2 separate regions of the Gossypium hirsutum genome follow, and region 1 is linked to region 2. The links are chromatin contacts, called in public Hi-C maps. All regions are on one chromosome and are shown on one strand. Each heading gives the region's core, a stretch centred on a gene start, on an enhancer-like site or on the middle of the called end of the contact. The rest is flanking DNA. Distances are from core to core; before and after follow the strand shown.

Evidence for each region. A called contact is a pair of places that touch in the nucleus more often than the background predicts.
Region 1: a Hi-C map of leaf shows a contact between it and region 2, with 4 times the contacts expected there. The contact joins the enhancer-like site here to the promoter of LOC121214512 in region 2. A contact is called at or near these places in 11 of 34 Hi-C or Micro-C datasets (callus, fibers, leaf and 2 more).

Annotation. Positions count from the first base shown.
Region 1 is chrD02:10,575,214-10,580,258 of Gossypium_hirsutum_v2.1, reverse strand. No RefSeq gene overlaps it. Among protein-coding and RNA genes, the nearest start is that of LOC107910444, 17 kb to the left of the region's middle. Within about 2 kb of position 2,623, at least 3 of the 9 cell types and tissues checked have an H3K27ac peak or open chromatin away from gene starts, as enhancers often do. A contact at or near this core is called in leaf, where this site is marked.
Region 2 is chrD02:10,373,331-10,378,475 of Gossypium_hirsutum_v2.1, reverse strand. It overlaps LOC121214512, which reads left to right and starts at 2,280. Exons shown (of 2, transcript XM_041088282.1): 1 at 2,280-3,099; 2 at 3,147-3,904. The coding sequence starts at 2,821. The coding sequence ends at 3,302. It overlaps LOC107910450 (serine/threonine-protein kinase STY46), which reads right to left. Exons shown (of 16, transcript XM_016838284.2): 13 at 4,949-5,029; 14 at 4,809-4,859; 15 at 4,187-4,327; 16 at 3,851-4,104. The coding sequence ends at 4,075.

The DNA.
Region 1 (5,045 bases), core at 1,374-3,873, 200 kb before region 2:
TGTAAAAAAATGAAATAATAAAATGAAAAGAGAATAAAACAAGAATTTAAAACAAAAGTAGAAGTAAAAAAATCACCTCTGGAGTTTTTGTTTTCTGTTTTCTTTTTATTTTCTAATGTGTTCGTAGAAAAATGCAAAGAGGACATTTCGGGTTTTATAGCCAAGTTACAACTTTTAATTCTATTTTTTTGTTTTTTTTAGTTGTTTCTTCTGCTGTTTTACATTGATTTCTCTCTGCAGGTGTCAGAGGCATGCGACACATGTGGAGGTGGTTGGCATGCGGTGGCCATGAGCAGGCCTAAGGGCGGCAGCTAGGAGCGGCGGCTATATTAGGGTTTCTTTTGGCTGAATTTTTTTTAAGTTTTGTAGGCTAGGGTTTAGTTTGGATTTAGAGTTTGGGCTTGATATGTAATGGGTTAATTTGAGTCTGAATTGGGCTATGATATTTGTAAGAAAAATGGATTGTAATTTTTTTGGACTTTTATTTGTTTAAGTGAATTTGTTTTATTTTTATTTGGGCCCGACCAAAATCGGCCTATTACACCACCCTTATCTAAATTTGATAAATATTGGATTCCCTTGCCACAACAAAATACATTAGGGTTGAATACATGATTGTTCTATATTTTGGGCTTTACTGAATAATGTTTCTAAGACTTAATCTCCACCCAAAGTTCAAGCACTTTAGTTGGTGGGAAAGCTAACATTGCTAAACATCTGACCAAGTTAACATAGCCATAAATACTTAAAAAATTAACATAGCCATAATTATTTATGTCTTTTATTAATTTCCCCTCTTCCTAGTTAATTCTAATTTTCTAAAAAGAGTTAAATTTATTTTTTAACAAAAATGTTAATTAAAATATTAATTTTTTAATGGTATTGATATAACAGTTCACATATATTTTATATTACATGACATTATTTATTTTATTTGTCACATTAATAAATAATTTAAAATTTATAAAAGTATTTATAAAATAGTAACAATTCAAAAGTTTTAAAATATTATTAAAAGTTTGTAAAATTTCAACAAAATTAACAATAAGTACGTATGGATTACCATGTAGGTCACCATGTTTAAAAATTAAACTTTCAATAAATATTTTCATTAAAAAAATTCAAGTTTTTGAATTTAATTTAAAAATTAAAAAAACATCAAATTAACAAAAAAAATTGGATGTTTAGGGAGATTTCTATTTATATGAACAGTTTTCCACGTCATATTTGTTACATGAATATAAGCTTTTAATTTTATTTTCGTTAATAAAAAATTGTATTTCGTATAATTGAAGTAAGTAGTTTGAGAATTCTAAAATTATTAAAAATTGTAATAAAAAAAGGTAAAAATTTAGGTTAAAATATCAAATAAGCCCTAAAAATAATTTAAAAATAAAAAGTAGTTAAGCCCCTCACCAAAAAATACATCAATTTGAGCATGTGAATCATGATATGTACCTAATTAAAATGCTTGAATTCATTAGCCCCTGACGGGCCGTTAAGTGTTGGTATGATAGTTGACAAATTATTAATTAAGTACAAATAATGATTTAAAGGTTCAATTAAGTGTAATTTTTCTATGAGGAACTTAATTGAATTTTCTAATTATTTTTGAAGGACTTATTTAACATTTTAGCAATATATATAAAGAAGGATTTATAAATTAGTGAGTTGTTAGACTTAGATGCCACCATGGGATCATCAAGGAGTGAAATTAATTTTTTTAAAATTATAATTTAATTATAACTTTTACGATAATAAAATGTTTGCAGTTTACAAACATTAAACAAGAGTGAAGAGACGACATTAATAATTTTCCTATTTTCACTACATTTTCACATGCTTTTACTCCTTAAAGAAATAAGCATTAACAAATGATAAAACATGCAAAATAAAAAAAAGGAGTATAAACTTGTAGTTTACAATAATGAAAATAAAAACAGTCAGTGGTCTCCCATTAATAATTTTTAGAGTTCTTGTAATAATTTTAAAAGAATTCTAGATAATGATGTTGTTACGAGGTCATCATATAGCATGTAGTGAAAAGCAAATAACAGGATTTTGAATGATAGAAGTAGGGTGGAGGGTTGAATTAAATTGAGTGAAAATTTTCAAGTTAATTAAGTTGACGAGTCTTATTTTATCATTTTAATTCGATTTATAATTTTTGAATTAAGTCAAGTTAAATTAAGTAAAATTATTCGAGTTAAATTAAAAAAAATAAACATGTTAAATTAAAATCTTATTACAGTATAACTAATTTCATGTTAAAACACATAAATTTGAAACCATATATATTTGAAAAAGAATTTCAAAGCAAAATAAGAGAAAAGAATGATAAGCTTGAATTATTAATTAACTTATTTAAGTCTCCAAATTACTATTTTAGAAATTTTTTAAATTTTAAATTTTTTTAAAGATTATGATTTTTTAAAATTATATAAATTTTAGAATTTTTAGAAATATTTTGAATCATTTTATAATTTTTATTGAGAAAGATGAATTTGGTTGAAAGGGGTATTTATATGAACGATGAAAACAGATGAGTATAGCCTTGGGATAATGTTCCTTGTTGGCGAAGAAGTGTAGACATTAGGGTTGAGTATATGATTGATCCAGTTTCAACAAATAGTGAAGCGAAAGGTCTGTATTCTGGGCTTTGTTTGAATGAGAGAGATTCCATGCCTTTTAGTTGGAGGGACTGATACAAACATTGGGCAACAACCTAACCAAGTTAAGAGCCCAATCATAATTCCTTTCCACTTCAATCTTTTAAGCATTTTGGAAGCTTGTGTTACACTCAGCTTTTCTTTAAATTTATTTTTATTTAATATCATCTCATTATATTTTGTCTCTTTTATTTTAAAAAAATGAGTAAATTAGTCTTTATATGTTAGATCAAATAGTAAATCGGTCATTTTATTAAAGATTTCATCTATTTCTAATGTTAAAAACTAGTTCATGTGCATCGACATGAAGTATAACAGTAGAAACGAATAAAATTTTTAACTAAAAGATCAATTCGAGATTAATTCATTTATTTTTTAAAAAATAAAATAAAATAAAATCTAACTCCTAATATATAAATATTCACATTACGTATTTAAATTTGAATATATTTTAATTAGTATACACTGAATAATTGATTATGAATATAATTATTTTGAATGTATAAATTGAAAGAATTTATTATAATATATTTAGTATCCGCTGGCAGTATCTTCTCAATCGAAAGGAAAAAAAAAGTCATAACTATTTCAGTCTACCAGTCTAAGATTTGCGAAGTCCAATCAAGTCATAGGATAATAAATCATAGAAATTTGGGTACGATTACAATGCACATGGAGTAATACTCAATGATGTGATTTGCTCTATAAAAAATAATAATGTCATTTCTATGACCATAATAATAATAATAATAATAATAATGTGCCTTTCTAGGAATATGCCATTGAAGATGCCATCAAAGATCAAAAGCTGAAATGGTATTTATAATTAATATTGTTTAAAAATATGAAGCCTTTCTTTTATAAAAAAATATCACATCATTAGATTTACGTCTACATTAATTAATCTCATTCGATTTTAATCTCAACTTTCAAAATTTAGGTAGAGTAATGTGTTTTTTTTATAAATAAATTAGTTCAATTTTAAAAATTTTAATGGCATTACTGATATTAATATTTAAAAATTTATGAATTTTTTAATTTATTAAAGTTTCTATTAATTTTTATTTATTATTTTAAATATTTATGAAATACTTGTGAACTATCATGTAAATAGTCAAGTTGGCGTGGTTAAAATTTTATGGTTCAATCAATTTTTCATCTAAAAATAATAATTTGACTAAATTTTTGAAGTTAAGAGCTAAAGTGAAAAAAAAAAAAGTAAACACTATAGAGATAAAATTTTCATTGTCAATTCGAAAGACTTTAATTTTTTTACTAGACTATGACATATCCATGATATGAGAAAAAAATAGTATTATATAACAAATAAAATTATAAAAAGTTGTTATAAAAAAACACATATTTTTGTTGAAGGAAGAATATTTGATGCACTATCGGTGCATAAGTTCCATGCACCATTGGTGAATAATAACATAACACATCATCATTAAATAAAACAAAAAATAATGGAGGGCATATAAATAAATACTAATAATTTTATTTAAACATAATTAAATAATAATTAGTTATAAATAAATGTTAAAATCTTGAAATCTAAACCCGATACCTTAAACCCATAAACTTAAGATCCTAAATTCGAGAATTATTAATATTTATTTATAATAGTTACGAATAATGCTTAATTATATTTAAATAAAATTATTAGTATTTATTTATAAGTCTTCAAATTTTTTGTTTAATTTATTGATGATATCTCATATTATTGTTCACTATGATGGATGAGGCTTATGCATCGTCGATACATCAAATATTATTCCTTTGTTGAAATGGTAAACTAAAAAGTAACCACCACTTCTCCTTCTTTTTATAATTTTATAATATTTTAAATTTTTAATAATTTCTTTTTACATTTTTAAATTTTATAATTAAAAAAATTACAACCAAAGTGAATCTAGACAAATGGATATCCATATTTAAATAAACTTGAATGTCCATATATCTAAATTCATTATGAACTTAATATTTTCAATAATTTTTATATTCTTTTGAATTTTTTTTTTATTTTTGACTAACATTAATAGCTGAATGGCTGACTCAAAGATTGTTATTAGTGGCATAAATAAAGTAACAATTAATGATGAAAATTGTTAGTCAAAAAGTTTAATTGATGGATTTTTAATATCTAAGAACTTAATTATGTGCATTTTTCGAAAAAAAAAAGACTTAATTGATATTTCTTTTGGAAAAAGTACTTGACTTATTTAATACTTAAGTCAATAAAAATAATTTATTTAAATGCTTATTAAAATTTTGATTTATAGTCCTGTAAAAAAAGATATCTTTCATATAAAACTTATGTAACACCCCAAGCCCGACTTAGAAGTTCAAGTCGAATCTCAAAGGGTTACGCTAACG
Region 2 (5,145 bases), core at 1,031-3,530:
ATATATCAATTTCTTTCATTCACAATACATATCACACATAATACCCAAAAAGCATATTCATGAAGAAATCATACCAAGCAACCTTAAATGTTCATATTAAAGATAGCAAAAATGCACTTTCTTACCTTATTCTTCACTTTCTTACCCTAACTCAAGCTTTCTCTAGCTCATGAAAACTCTTGCTTCCAATGATGAAGATGATGGTGGAATTAGGTTTACAAATGGGTTTTTTTTTTGTTGGATTTAAGAGAGAGAAGGAAGAAATGAGAATAGAAAATTTTCTCTTCTTCCACGAAGGGGGACAACACAAAGGGAGGAAAATATGAAAGTTTTCATCTTTTTTTCCTTTCTTTTATTCCTTTGATAGTCAAAATCAACACAAAATGTAAATGGATGACCCACAATTTTCCATGCTTTAAAATTTCTAATATCAATACAAAGATAAATTCTAAAACCATCATTAATATATTATTGAAAAGTCCCAAAATATCTTTTAATGGAGAATTTATACTTTTAGTCCCTTTCTCGTCTCACTTCACTTTATTAATACCAAATGTGACACTAACACATTAAAACTTCACATATCATCATAAAGGTCCATAATAATATTCAACCATACAAAAATTACATTTTTATCCTTTTTAGACCAAAATGGAATAGTTTGAATTTGGTCCTTGTACTTTTTATTTTATTCAATTTAGTTCAAACTTGTTTTTCTTGATACAAATACATTTCCCATGACATATTAATATCAATAAATCATTATCAATCTATAATTTCCCTAATTGGTCACTTTACACTTTAATCCTCATACTTTTTTAGTTTTTCAATTTAGTCATTTTTCCACCTTTTCACATACAAAATTTACTTCATTGATTTTCGACCATAAATCATTATAAATCCTTTAAAATTTCTCTTTATCAATCTTCTTTTTCAATTTTTTTCTTAGAATTTCACTAGTGTGTCCTAAAATAGTGCCTCTTTCTATATCGAAAAATTTGGATGATAGCTGCCACGATTGGCCCGTACATCAACTAGACATCAAGATACACGATGGTCTTCATGAAGAAGTCTATATGGAGCAACCACAATGAATTTGTTGTTCAAAGGGAGAACGGGAAAGTATGTTGTCTTTGCAAATCTTTGTATGGTTTGAAACAAAGCCCTCGAGCTTAGTTTGGTAAATTTAGTGAGGTAATCCAATAATTGGATTGAAGAAAAGTAATTGTTATCATTCGATGTTCTATAAGTAATCTGAGGTTAGTATAATCCTTTTAATCGTGTATGTTGGTGATATTGTCATTACTGGAAGCAATATTCCAGGCATTTCATCTTTGAAGTTTTCTTCTTCATATTCAGTTTCAAACTAAAGATTTGGAGTACTTGAAGTATCTCTTTGGGGTTGAGGTCACATGAAGTAAGAAAGGTGATGTCTGTCTTAGAGAAAATATGTTCTCTATCGGTAAAAATAACGAAAGCACACCAATAATGCCTCATCTACAACTCACATATATTGCTCACCCTGTGGGTGTTCTAAGCTAGTTCATTTCATCTCCAATTGTTAATCATTGGGAAATCTTGGAACAAATTGTATGTTATTTGATGGGAGGTCATAGACGGGGGCTATTGTATAGGAATCATCGACACACCAATATTGAATGTTTTGTTCTTATGCAAATTGGACAAGATCCAAAGTCAACAAAATATCCACTATGAGATAATACATTTTTATTAGAAGGAATTTAATTTCGTGGAAAAACAAGAAACAAAATGTAACGTACTAATCTAGTGCAAAATCGAAATATAAAGTCATGGCACAATTTGTGAGTGAAATAATATGGGTATACAACTATAGAATGAAGTTGGTTTTAAAAATTATTACCAACAAAAATATGCCTTGATAATTAAGTTGCTCTTTATATTATCTCTAATATTGAATTTTACAATTTTTGAGATATATGGTCATTTCATCCATCGTGAAAAGATTCAACAAAAAATTCCTCCACAATATGTGTGAAATTTGGAAATCAACCATGAGATCTTTTCATAAAAACTCTTTATGGAGTTCAAGTGTATTATATTTATAACATTTACACTCTAACTTGAGGGAGATAATGAAATATAGCTTATACGTAAAAATCTTTAAAATTTATAGATTGAATTGTAGAAGTAATTGTATGGTTTAGATATTTTCTTTCTATTTTCTAGCTTTTCTAACGTGTATCCTTCGAGTGGAATAATATATAAGCAATTACTTTATTCGTTTGTCCCGCCTACATTTTTCATTATTTTCGTAAATATTAACAAAGTCGATTTACGAAGTATAACATAGCAAAGTTACCAACTGTATCCTTAAATATCTCAAAGGAACGCTATATCAAGGGCTACTGTTCTAGCCATGCAAAAATTTAAGTTTTGGTAGGCTACTCATATTGAGGCAATTGAAACAGTTTATGCTGAATATTGACTGTTCCTAACCATTGGCTGAAGCTCCAAGAAGCAAGTGGTTGTATCTCAGTCTTCAGCAAAAGCTGAATATTGACGCTAGGCAAACACTGTGTGATGATGAGGATCATGTTACAGCTATGTAAGATGGGTATCAACTTGCCACATGTACCTACATATGGTGTGCTACCACCAATGCTGTGACCCACGCTGCAAATCTTGTCTAGCATGCTCTAATGAAGCATTGTAGCTTTGTTCGTGAAAAGGTAGTGGAAGGAATGATTGAAGTCAACTATGTGCTAGCAATTGATAAAATTGCTAATGAACCCTAGTATGCTCACAAGGACACCAAAAGAGGGCAAGCAGTGACCTAATATGGGCAATTTCGTTTTCAAACCATTCAGTGAAGCTGTAGAAACAATAAAAGTGGCAACACCCAATGGCGGAATCATGGAGCTACCACCACCCATCACCGCCATGTGCATAACCAAAAAGTTCCCAGACATGGCCATTTACCACACCCTACTAACTACCTCACAACAAAAGGCAGCCACTACTTCAAAACAAAAAGCTCCGCGTAGGCTAGCTCTACTAACTACCTACCCCTCAACAACAACGATCTCGTATCTACTTCTTCGTCTCCATATCGAATGTTGAAGAGAACCGACACGGATGAGTCAGCAACACCCAGAGTGTGAAAGGTGAAGTTGGTGATAAGTCCAGACAAGTTGGCGGAAACCATGGCACAGGAAGCTCAAACGGAGGCATTGATAGAGTGCGAGGACGATTCAGAGTGCGAGGACGATTCTAAGTGTGGGAATGGGGTGCCTAATTCTGATCAATGGTGTGTTTCTTGAGGCGGGAAAGGATCATTGAGAAATTATGCTCAAGATAGATAGTGTCGTTATTATTGTACAAATTAAAGAGATGAAATTTTTATGTTTAAATTAATTTTGGGTATTTATTTTAGATTTGTGGAATTAACTATCCACTGCTATAGTTTTGATCTGTCTTGGAAATCAAGGATGCCTTGGTTAACCATTGCCATAAATCAAATGATTCATGGATGGCAAGTTCAAATGGCAACATGAGTTTCTCTTCCCTAATTATTTCAGGTTCATAGCTAATCCTGCCAAGAATATCGGTTCCAAAATTTGTATCAGTGTTCTTTCCTTGGAAGTGTAATGTGACTTATATTACAATTAATTATGTAACTACTCAAAGAATAGAACTTAAATACAATGTCCTAACTACGAGAAAAAAAAAAGTAAACTACTGGGGAAAAAATAGTGGAGAAAAAATTTATCCATTAAAGAATCAAGTTTTTCTTTTAATGCAAAATAACAACAAATAAATGAAAGTACTTTAAGAACGGTGATATAATAGCCAGAAGAAAACTATCACCTAGCGAGGAAATTTCGTATCATATTTGCATTTAAGCATATTTTTTTTCTTTCTACACCATGTTCAAGTAAGAGAGTGTTATTACAAAAACAAAACAGACAACCAAAAAAGAATTGCGAATCAGCATTTTGTTTAGGGTGTCCCTTCCGTGTGTAGTTATACTTACTATGTGATGAAAAGATATATTAAAATGTGTCAATCAGCTTACTTACATAACAAAAATCTTCAGTTCCCATTTACTGCTTCTGTTGTTTCCTGTAATTTTACACTTTATTACATGCAAAGAAATCACTCTTCAAAGAAAGTAAAAGTTAACTTAATTGTGAAGATTGTATACCTTAACTTCCTCAAAAAGTGTCTCAAGCTCAGTTGTTATCTCCGAGAAGGACGGTCGCTTGTCAGGAGCTGCTTCCCAACATCTCTGCATCAAATCTAAGAGTTTTGGATGTGCATTCTCAGGTAGTTCCGGACGCAGGCCCTGAAAGAGAACAAAAAAGACATAAGAAAAGCTTTTGCCCCCATGTTAACAGCCCCAGATTTATTAACATAACAGATTGAAGCTCCCTTTGGGTGTGTATTAAGCAGGCTTCAAAGCGCCCAAAGGGAGTAGGAGACTCAGAAGATAAGTACATTTCAGGGCAGATAGCATGCTAGAAAAATGGAACTCAAGAACATATTGCGAAAGCTATAAAGTATCTGATGGACATTCAAACTGCACATATTCCTTACTAAATGAAAGGGAAGCCACCTTAACATCATGCTCAAAATTGGACAAAAAAAATCCATAAAACATTACAAAGACAATAGCTTCAATCCAATGCATGATGTAGTAATAATACGAGCAAAAAAGGAAACTAAAGTCAATAAAAGATCTCAGATACTGAAAAAATTCTTAAGCTTGATATGAAATTATGGTACGGGTGAGGTTATTGTTTAATTCCCGAAATATAAATGCTGACCTGTCTCACTCCCAGTGCAGCTTGTAGTGGTGTCATGGTATCGTAAGGAACCTGCAGTACCAAGGAAAAAATTTATCAATAGTTTCCAAACGTTTTGACATCAAATTGTTCATCAACTCTGTATAATCTCAGGAAAATACCTTGGCTGTCACTAGCTCCCACAGTACAACAGCAAAACTGAATACATCAGCTTTTTGATCATAGGGCTGATGGTTTATAACCTAGTGGGAGTAAAATAAAGTAAGATGATTATACAATACCTAACAAAAAGCCGAACACAATGATGGTTAACGTACAAAGCAAGGAAAAAATGTGATAAATGACCAGGTGTATAACA